Linked DNA regions of Pan troglodytes: regions 1 and 3 are each linked to region 2. The links are chromatin contacts, called in public HiChIP or PLAC-seq maps. All regions are on one chromosome and are shown on one strand. Each heading gives the region's core, a stretch centred on a gene start, on an enhancer-like site or on the middle of the called end of the contact. The rest is flanking DNA. Distances are from core to core; before and after follow the strand shown.

What was found. HiChIP or PLAC-seq counts read pairs in DNA pulled down with a chosen protein or histone mark.
Region 1: an H3K4me3 HiChIP or PLAC-seq map of stem cell-derived excitatory neurons shows a contact between it and region 2, with 4 times the contacts expected there. The contact joins the promoter of LOC739572 here to the promoter of C16H16orf92 in region 2. A contact is called at or near these places in 1 of 7 Hi-C or Micro-C datasets (stem cell-derived neural progenitor cells) and 1 of 1 datasets of contacts at active chromatin or transcription factors (stem cell-derived excitatory neurons).
Region 3: an H3K4me3 HiChIP or PLAC-seq map of stem cell-derived excitatory neurons shows a contact between it and region 2, with 4 times the contacts expected there. The contact joins the promoter of KIF22 here to the promoter of C16H16orf92 in region 2. A contact is called at or near these places in 1 of 7 Hi-C or Micro-C datasets (stem cell-derived neural progenitor cells) and 1 of 1 datasets of contacts at active chromatin or transcription factors (stem cell-derived excitatory neurons).

The regions. Positions count from the first base shown.
Region 1 is chr18:32,338,865-32,342,101 of NHGRI_mPanTro3-v2.0_pri, reverse strand. LOC739572 reads left to right here and starts at 1,715. Exons shown (of 6, transcript XM_009430597.5): 1 at 1,715-1,880; 2 at 2,254-2,419; 3 at 2,992-3,079. The coding sequence starts at 1,715. CDIPT (CDP-diacylglycerol--inositol 3-phosphatidyltransferase) reads right to left here and starts at 2,470. Exons shown (of 6, transcript XM_001145226.7): 1 at 1,504-2,470; 2 at 1,275-1,409. The coding sequence starts at 1,546.
Region 2 is chr18:32,178,505-32,181,877 of NHGRI_mPanTro3-v2.0_pri, reverse strand. C16H16orf92 (chromosome 16 C16orf92 homolog) reads left to right here and starts at 1,705. Exons shown (of 5, transcript XM_024349484.2): 1 at 1,705-1,911; 2 at 2,234-2,392; 3 at 2,506-2,593. The coding sequence starts at 1,728. TLCD3B (TLC domain containing 3B) reads right to left here. Exons shown (of 6, transcript XM_016928785.4): 6 at 2,935-3,373. DOC2A (double C2 domain alpha) reads right to left here and starts at 1,792. Exons shown (of 12, transcript XM_063796939.1): 1 at 1,501-1,792.
Region 3 is chr18:32,410,939-32,414,383 of NHGRI_mPanTro3-v2.0_pri, reverse strand. KIF22 (kinesin family member 22) reads left to right here and starts at 1,461. Exons shown (of 14, transcript NM_001280277.1): 1 at 1,461-1,569. The coding sequence starts at 1,500.

The DNA of each region.
Region 1 (3,237 bases), core at 466-2,965, 160 kb before region 2:
TGGTTTATCACTCTGATGCAGGGTGTAAACGAAGACTGGAAGTGTCCGCCTGCCTGGGGAGGAACGCAGGCTGGAAAACAGGCTGTGTGTGAGGTCAGTGGGCAAAGGTCACCATGGCATGAACTGAGAAAGGCATGAGAGTGGAGGGAACAGGGTAGGAGGAGAGGAAAGCTATGTCTGCAACTCATCAACCCCAGAACCAAGACTCCAGGGCTAGATAGAGACTTGATGCCTCAGGGGAAGCCTTACAGTTGGGTCTGGAGAACAGATTAAAAAACTAGTCAACCCTCCAGAAGCCATCACCCTTCCCTCTCCATCCTCCCTCTAAGCATGCCTTCTGGAACCCCAACTGCTTATGCAGGGCACACAGTAGGCCTCCAGTAAACACCTGTTGAATACACTGGTTTTTTTTTTTTGTTTTTTTTTTTTGTTTTTTTTTCCGAGACAGAGTCTTGCTCTGTCGCCCAGGCTGGAGTGCAATGGCGCAATCTCGGCTCACTGCAACCTCCGCCTCCCGGGTTCAAGCAATTCTCCTGCCTTAGCCTCCGGAGTAGCTGGGATTACAGGCACGCGTCACCAAGCCCGCTAATTTTTGTATTTTTAGTAGAGACAGGGTTTCACCATGTTGGCCAGGCTGGTCTCGAACTCCTGAACTCGTGATCCACCCACCTCGGCCTCCCAAAGTGCTGGGATTACAGGTGTGAGCCACCGCCCCTGGCCTGAATGGACTTGTATTCAGAGAGACCTCCAGCAGCGCCACCGCCATGTCATGTCTTGCTAATCCACACCTCTCACAAGCAGTGAGTTCTCAAGAGCTAGCTTAAATTCCTTTTGCTACAAAATCAGTCCATTCTTGCTGGGCGCGGCACTTTGGGAGCAAGGCAGGAGGATCGCTTGAGGCTAGGAGCTGGGGACCAATCTGGGCGACACTGCAAGACCCAGTCTCTACAAAAATTTTAAAATTAGCCGGGTGTGGTGGCACGCTCCTGTAGTCCCAGCTAGTCAGGAGGCTGAGGTGGGAGGATTACTTGAGCCCAGAAGATGGGGGCTGCAGTGAGCCATGATCGCGCCACTGCACTCCAGCCTAAGTGACAGAGCGAGACCCTGTCTCAAAAACAAAAAACAAAACACAAAACAAAAAACCCCAGGCCATCCTGTTCTGCTTTTTCCAGAGATGGGAATGACAGCCCTCTGACTCTGAGGTCCCGAGGAGGCAAGGGAAGGGAGGAGGGGATTGTTGAACCCCAAGGCTGGCTGAGAGGGGTGTCTGTCACCTTGATTAAGAGCGCGAGCAGCGTGTCCATCGAAAGCGTCCAGCAGGCCGCTGAGCAGGTAGAAGGAGGAGGCCGTGAGGGGGCAGCAGGGCATGAAGTAGAAAGAAATGATGGCGAAGACAATCCGGGCATAACCTTGGAACGGGACGCGGGGAGACAGGGCAGGATCAGGGAGCCCGCCAAGGCCCCTCGCCCTCTCGTTCGGCCCGGGGCCGCGGGCAGCACTCACCGATGAGGTTGGGCACGAACAGGAAGATATTTTCGTCTGGCATCGCGGCGCCTCCCTTGCTGCCCCGGGCCTGCTCTGGAGATGCCAGTGCTGTCCCAGCCCCGCCGCGCGGCCTCAGCCTCCGGCCCGGCGCATCGGCCGCACCACCTGCGCCCTGGACCCCGCCGCCCCAACCTGGCCCCAGATGCTGAAGCCCGCAGCCGTCGGGAGCATGGACCGGCCCCGAGGTGCGCGGGACGCAGGGGGCGCGCGCAGCCCGCCCTTCCTACCCGCAACCTCCCTCGCCTCTGCCAGCCCCGCAGGCGCTCCGGGCCTCCAGCTGCGGTCGCCGCTGCTCCAGCTGCGCGTGGCTTCCGGGAACCTCCTCCTCCGCGCCCGTCGTTGCAAAATTGGAGAGAGGAAAAAGTGGCTTAAAAAAATAGTTGCGGCCCCTTTAAGGCCTGTCGGCTTCCTTTCCCTTTTCCTCCCTCCGCCCCTCTCCCTTGGCTCTTACCAAAGCGCAGAGGAGGAGAGGGAGGAAGGAACCATTAACGTCAAGCAAAGTTAGAAACGGAAAAGGAAAGGGTAAAAGAGAAGACCGAATAAAAATCTCTGCTTTCCTTTTGTGGAGGGTATGACTTCCTGGAGGCAAAGATAAGGCGATAAAATTCCTCCTCCTGAGTCTTTGCGTCCCCAAGAGGCCAGGAGATTTGGTGCAGTCCTCACTTTACTCCCCGCCCCCTAAGTCTCCAGCCTCCTTTGCTCTCGCAGGCTCCAGGCGGCTAGAGAGGCCCCAGAGCGCCCTGCAGCTGGGTTGCTTCTCGCGTGCCCCTTGTGATGGGAGGATTAGGTCGCAGGCTCCACCCTACGTCATCCTCCCAAGCTTCTCAAGCGTCTGGCGCTTGGGGTCACTGCCCCCAAGGAGGCACCTGGAGGGGTACGGAGGGGAGGCTGGAGGAGCAAACGGGGCGCGCTAGGAAATTCCTCTGTCTTTAGTTCTAGAACCCCTGATCTCCTAGCAACGAGGCTGCGAAACCTCTGCAGACTCCAAGGGTTTTATAGCGTCCGGTAGCGACACGGAGCCGGCTCCCCCTTTTCCAGCCTTCCTCCCCATCTCCCATTCCCCGTCCCCCACGACCTATACCAGAGGTCCTTAGGCCTCCACGTCTCTCCTTTTGCCGAGTAGCCCAAGGTTTCCACCCATCTGCCAGGTCTGGGGCGTCAAGTCGGCTGCCTTGGCTTGGGAAGGTGCTTGGGAGGGAAGAAGGAAGGAGAGGCCCACCAGGCGAAGGGGTGAGGGGTAGGGGGTTGCGGGAGTTCCCTCTCACTCCCGAAGATATAAAGCAACCTTTATTATTATTATTATTTTTCTTGTGAGAGGGAATGAGGCAGCGGGATGTTTCCTCTAAAGGCCTTGTTTAAACCTGGGCCCGGGGAATGGTGGTGGGCTGGGTTCTGGGGGAAAGCGGGCTGGTTTCTCAGGTCAACTCAGGCTTCGACTGTTCCCAGGGGGATGGCGTCCACTCTGATGGGGAATGAGGGGGAGAAGAAGAGCAGCTGGCCATCTCAAGCTGCACCCTCCTTGAGAGGAGGTCCGGTGAGCACTGCAGGGAACCCTAGAGGTGGGAATGTAATGAAGTGAAGGCCTCCCAGGCAGAGGCACCCCGTGCCAGGTCTGAGCCACAAGCCCTGAGACTCTAGCCTCAACCCTGAGTCCTGAAGCCCCGACTCATAGCTCTCAGCACTAGGCCCTGA
Region 2 (3,373 bases), core at 456-2,955:
ACAGAAGAGGAAACGGAGGTGCAGGGAGCGGAGTCTGCGAAGGACGCGTGGATGGCCAAGAGATGTGCCTCGGAAAGGGCCGAGGGACTTCCTCTGACCAACCCCCGACGGCCATTCCCAGCCATCCGTTTTCCTGCAGCCGCGGATGCAACCTGTGGAAGAGGCGGGAGGAGGCCCGGGAGTCCGCCCCGCTGCGCCTTCCCTAGGGTGGGAGCGTGGACTCAGGCGCGACCGCTGCTGCCACCTAGTGGGAGACGCCTGCTACTCCTCTCGGTTCCTAACCCCAGGGTCGTTCCCGGCTGAGCACTAAGGAGGGGGCGGGGGAGGACGGAGAGAGCCCTGTGCCCCTGGATCTGCGGATAGGATGCAAGGGGGAGCCTCAGAGAGGAACCCCCCCCGCCCCAGGAAGTGTGCATTGCCCACACTACTTTTCCCCTCTGTGCCGTGATTTCCTCCCGTGTATAAGGGAGGCAAGAGTACCTGCCTCTGGGCTGGGCTTGGTGGCTCACGCCTGTAATCCCAACACTTTGGGAGGCCGAGGCAGGCGGATCATCCGAGTTCAGGAGTTCAAGACCAGCCTGGCCAACATGGTGAAACCCCATCTCTACTAAAAATACAAAAATCAGCCGGACAGTGGTGGTGCGCGCCTGTAATCCCACTCCAGGAGGCTGAGGCAGGAGAATCGCTTGAACCCAGGAGGTGGAGGTTGCAGTGAGCTGAGATTGTGCCTCTGCTCTCCAGCCTGGCGGACAGAGTGAAACTCCATCTCAAAAAAAAAAAAAAGAGTACCTGCCTCTGAGGGTCAGTGCAAGAGCAAATGAACCAATTTGTGCAAGGTACTTGGCCATAAATGGGGTCCAGCCAGCATAGTAATAGGTGTTCAATAAATGCTACCCGCTGGGCATGGTGGCTCATGCCTGTAATCCCAGCACTTTGGGAGGCCGAAGCTGGAGGATCACCTGAGGCCAGAAGTTCGAAACCAGCCTGGGCAACATAGCAAGCCCTCATCTCTACAAAAAATGCAAAAATTAGCCAGGCATGGTGGCACATGCCTGTGGTCCCAGCTACTCAGGAGGCTGATGTGGGAGGATCACTTGAGGCCAGGAGTTCAAGGCTGCAGTAATCATACCACTGTACTCCAGCCTGGGTGACAGAGTGAGACCCTGTCTCTGAAAATACATAAAATAGGCCCGGCGCTTTGGGAGGCCGAGGCGAACAGATCACCTGAGGTGAGGAGTTCAAGACCAGCCTGACCAACATAGTGAAACCCTGTCTCTACTAAAAATACAAAAATTAGCTGGGTGTGGTGGCAGGCAGATAAAAGGAAGGGATTTATCCAAAGCTGTAATCCCAGATACTCAGGAGGCTGAGGCAGGAGAATCACTTGAACCCAGGAGGCAGAGGCTGTAGAGAGCCAAGATGGCGCCACTGCATTCCCACCTGGGTGACAGACAGAGACCCTGTCTCCAAAAAAATGAAAATAAATAAAACAAATGTTACCTGTGGTTGATCCAAGGGGTAACCGGAGGTGTGTGGCCCTGTGCCACCACCCCAAATTGTGCCTGTTGTCCAAACACAGCTTCCTTTAGTTCGGGCTTTCAGCAAGATGGCCCTGCCGCATCCCTCCTCTTTGTAAATGCTGGGGCTGCCACCATTATGGTTTTATCATCAGTGACATTCCAGGGGGTGAAGACTGGTCCCAACCTCTCCTCTCCTCTCCTCTTCTGATGAGAGTGAGGGATGGGGGAGGGGTCCCAGCTCCTAGCACTTTCTCCCCTCACCCCAAAGTGCCATCAGAACAGCTCTGGGCTGTGACATCACAGAGCCCCCACCTCATGATAGGAGTCATGAGGCTGTGGCCATGGGTGCTGGTGTGGGTGTGGCTGGCTGCACTAGGGGCCATAGAAACTGGTAAGAAGCTGTCTTGGGAGCAGCAGGAAGGCAGGCAGCTCTGGGAGCATAAAGTGTGATGCCCACTTAGGGACTCGGAAGCCAACCCTGCACCCTCTCATTTTCTCTCCACTCTTCTCTCCCATCCTGCTGGTCCCACCTACCCCCCAACAACTGCGGGCCTTGTCGTGGTGCACCCAGCTGACCCTGAGGGAAATCAAGACCCTCCACAGCCTCTGCAATAAGGCTGGGTAGTCTCACAGGGTCCCAAGTCAGCTTCCACCTCGAGAGATAAAGGCAGGGGTCAGCTTGGCTGTTGTCACAGAGTTTGCTTGGGTCCTAGCCCCCAGACCCAAGCGTGCCACGGCGTCAGCCCTGGGGACAGAGTCTCCGCGCTTCTTAGACAGACCTGACTTCTTCGATTATCCGGACTCAGACCAAGCCAGGCTACTGGCTGTGGCCCAGTTTATTGGAGAGAAACCCATCGTGTTCATTAACTCAGGTATGAACCAGCCTGAGAAGGGACCTCCCTCCCCGCCAGGGTCTGGAGGAGAGCAGCCCCAGACCCTTCATTGGGCCATCAGAGGGGAGTTAAGGGTCCTGTTTGTCTAGCAGGTTCCAGCCCCGGGCTCTTCCATCACATCCTGGTGGGCTTCCTGGTGGTGGCGTTCTTCTTTCTCCTTTTCCAGTTCTGCACCCACATGTAAGGCCTGCCCCCTTTCTCCAACCCCCCCCCACCACCACCTTCCTTGGGAGCGGCTGAAGACCCCAGTTCTAGCGGGGCAGGCTGTGACCTCTCCCCTCTGATCTCCATGCCCCACAGAAACTTCCAGAAAGGGGCCTAAAGAGCCGGACAAGGACTCTGGACTCAACCTGAGCACCCACACCCACCTCCTCTCCTGTTGATGAGCAAAAGTTCCCTGCTTTCCTCCTCCCTGACTGCCCAGCGAGCAGCCGGGGATCCTGTCCCCTCTGTTTCCCATGGCCCAAGCCCCCCACCTCCTCCCTTCCCAGCCCCAAAGAACTTGGTGGCAAGGGCCTTGGTGGCGTTCACGCAGATCGTCTTTTATTAGCGGTCTGTAAAGCACCTCCCAGGGTCCCCCGACCCCAGATTGGAGGAAGCCTTGAGAGGTCAGTAGCACCAGGGACATGGCAGGGCCCGAGGGCGCGATGTGCAGCCGATGGTGAGGGACTGGGCGCCCTCGCCTGCCCCCGGGGTTGTCAGCACTGGGAAGGCTTGGGGGTAGCAGCCACCTCCTTCCCCCAACCCAACAGACTAGTTCAAATTTGGGTAAATAAATAAAATAAATAAGATTCCTCAAGCTGGCCTACCCTGGAGAGGAGCCGTGGTTGCAGCCGGCCACTCGGGAGGCCCGAGGGCCAGCGGGGGTTAGTTGGGGCATCCTCTCCTCTCGGGTGATGGGGAGCCCTGGGGGATGGCAGCATAGGGGCTGGGATGGCCTTGGCAGAGGCGTCTCCCCAC
Region 3 (3,445 bases), core at 212-2,711, 230 kb before region 2:
ATACACAGTATATACGACCAGGCCTGGTGGTTCACACCTGTAATCCCAGCACTTTGGGAGGCCAAGGCAGGTGGATCACTTGAGGTCAGGAGTTTGAGACCAGCCTGGCCAACATGGTGAAACCCTGTCTCCACAAAAATACAAAAATTAGCTGAGCGTGGTGGTGCACACCTGTAATCCCAGCTACTCGGGAGGCTGAGGCAGGAGAATCACTTGAACCCAAGAGGCAGAGGTTGGAGTGAACCGAGATTGAGCCACTGCACTCTAGCCTGGGAGATGGAAGTGAAACCCCGTCTCGAAAACAAAAAAACAAAAACCCTCATATACACAAAACATCTTTGGAGGCCTCATTTTTAAAAACTGTAGTGGGATCCCAAGGCAAAACGTTTCAGAAACACTGATCTAAGATTCGTGTTTTTTGTTTTCAGACGGAGTCTCACTCTGGCGCCGTGGCTGGAGTGCGGTGGCACCATCTCGGCTCATTGCAACCTACACCTCCCGGATTCAAGCGATTCTCCTGCCTCAGCCTCCCGAGTAGCTGGGACTACAGGCGTGCCACCATCCCCGGCTAATTTTTGTGTTTTTAGTAGAGACGGGGTTTCGCCATGTTGGCCAGGCTGGTCTCGAGCTCCTCACCTCAGGTGAGCCTCCCGCCTCAGCCTCCCAAAGTGCTGGGATTACAGGACTGAGCCACCGCGCCCGGCCTGTGTTTTGTTTTGTTGTTCAACAGGGTGGAACATAATGTCTAAACCTGGGCCCTACCTACCTGGTGCTCAAAAGTGGAATGACCGTCCCTAGCCAACCCTTCAGAAAGGACAGAGAGCTACTCAACGGACCGCTGTACCCTTAAGGACTGGGAACCGGAACCGTGGATGAGTGGGACTGAATCACAGACTAAGCGTTTTCCACGCTTCGCCGACGTGCTGAGTGCCAAGTTATAAAGACAGGAACATCCAAGCTGCTCTCCTGGGCTGACACGGACGCAAGGGGACCTACAGTGGCCTTGGGCCCAGCAGGCAGCGAGTGCAACGTGACTGCCCAGAGTCCAGCCCCTGGGGCCCAGATCTACAGAACCGACCAGACGTGATAGCCTTTTGGCTGGGGCTGCAGTCCCACGATCCACACAACGACCCTGGCTCCGCAGACGCGCCAACCACCCACGGAGGCAAGAAACTGCAGAAAGTAAAGGGAAAGGGAGCCCAGTGCCGGGCGGCGCTGAGCAGCTCCCCCAGCGGCCACCGTCGCCAACATCCCTGCGTAGGGGTTTGTATCTCAGCGCGCTTCCAGACATCAACGGCTGCGCGGCCCACGCGCGCGCATGCGTCCTGACCAGGGGAACCTTTTCTTGGGGACCCGGAGGCGAGCGCTGGAAGGCGGGATAGTGGCGACCCACACGCAGGCGCTTCCGGCGGCGCGTAGTCGTGATTGGTGGAACCTGGGAGAGGAGGCGGGGCACCGGGGAATTCGAATGGGAGAGGCGGGCCCAAGGAGGGAGTGGAATGGCCGCGGGCGGCTCGACGCAGCAGAGGCGACGCGAGATGGCGGCAGCTTCAGCGGCGGCGATCTCAGGTACTTGAGCCCGACCTGGGCAAGGCGGGCACCGACGTCTGGAGCTTAGTGGGAGTCATGTGTCGGAGTGTGGTCCAGGCTCTGCGGGTTGTCGCGGAGAGGCGGCCATGGCGCAGGGGCGGGGAGAGGGGGACGGTGAGTGTGGGGTCGCGAACCGGTCGCCCCGCCTGGCTCCTGCCTTCTCCCTGTTTCCTGCTCTCCCCTTGGGTTAGTAGACTCGGGTCTCCGGTCCAGGCTCTTGGCTTGAACCCCGCGCACTTTTCCTTTGTGAGCTTCGGTTTCTTCGTCTGTGAAACGGGGGTCATGGCCTCATCCCTGGAGATCACCTGAATAAGCAAGAGAAGAGTGGCGGACGCTCTAGCCACGAGGACGAGAAGGGAGCCGGAGGCGTGTTTTGGGAAGGGTTCTGTGTGGGACATGGTGTTTGGGTGCAGAGACATCCCTGAGAGATGCAGGAGGACGGGCTGAGGAACAGACCCGGCTGCTGCTGGGTTTGAGTTGGCAGCGTAAGATGCTCTGCGATTACAGGAAAACGAAATAAAAGACTAAAATTTCCTTTCACTCTAGCATGGAAGTGAATGCTATTTTAGGGTTGGAAAGGCTGTTAGGACACCCAAAATCTTGTATGTGAGTATTTGTTTACATGTGCCTCTCTAACCCGGAGACTTAATCCTGGTTAGTGATGATGGTGGGCGCCATAGTAATTCATTGGAGCCCTCGTTAGCCTCGTGGGGAAACAGACATTTAGGAGAATGCCTAACACATGTAGAGCTCTTGCTATGTGCCAGGCACAGTTGTAGGCATTTTATGGTGGTGAACCATTTATTGTCCACACAATGCTATCAGGTTGTTACTATTACTGTCTTTGTTTTACACAGGAAACTGAGGTTAGTTTGTTCAGAGTTAACACAACTAGTAAATATTGGAGCTTGAATTCGCTCTCAAGGAGTCTGAGTGTAGAACCTCTGCTCTTAACCATTATGCCCAAGTACATGTTATCCCTGCTGGCTGAGCACAGTCTCCCCTTACCCTTCGAAGATGCACTGTGTCCGGTGCATGGTATATATGAAAATGCCTGAATGAATAATGTCCCTTCCTCGAGGAATTTACAGTCTGTTTCAATAGAGTGTCACATACGCAGATGTAATATGAAACACAATGAGAGATGTGTATAAACTGAGTGTGTGGAATCTGAAGTAAGCCCTTGAGTATTCTGGGAGGACTTCATTAAGGGAGTGAATGATACTTGAGATGGGTTTCAAAGGTTGGATAGGAGTTTGCCAGGCCTTGACTAAGAAGACAAGAACAGCAAGTGTTTTCTTATTTATGATGTAAAAGAGGCCAAAGATGCTCTCTTAGCTCAATTTCCTCATCAATAAAAGGGATAAGAGTGAATGAAAGGAATTGTGAAAGAAGGGAAAATTAATAATTGCTAGCCTGGTCCAAGCTCAAGGTTGCTTTTATCATGAAAGGGCTAGACTCTTGTGCAGTAAATAATTGTTTACATGTGGTCCTCCCCTCTTCCCTCCTACCCTGGACTGTGAGCTCTGGGGCAGGAATGGCCGTGAGCCACTTTCATGATGGAAATGAACAAGCCAGTGATTAGTAGTTTGTTCCCTAAATCTTAATTTTTTTCAGCAAATACTTCTTGAGGGCCTACTCTGCGCCAGGTGTTGGGGTTAGAAAGGTGAGCAGGATAAAACTTGTTCTCACAGTTGGCAGTCAGGTGGAGAAAGTGACAAACATGCAATAGTGAGGTGTGACAAATGCTTATGGAGGGGCTAACAAGAGCTGTGGTTGCACCTGATAAAGCCTTAGTGTCTATCAGGAAAGGGTTTTTGGTTTTGTTTTTTAAGAGGAGTTAAAATGTGTTTAC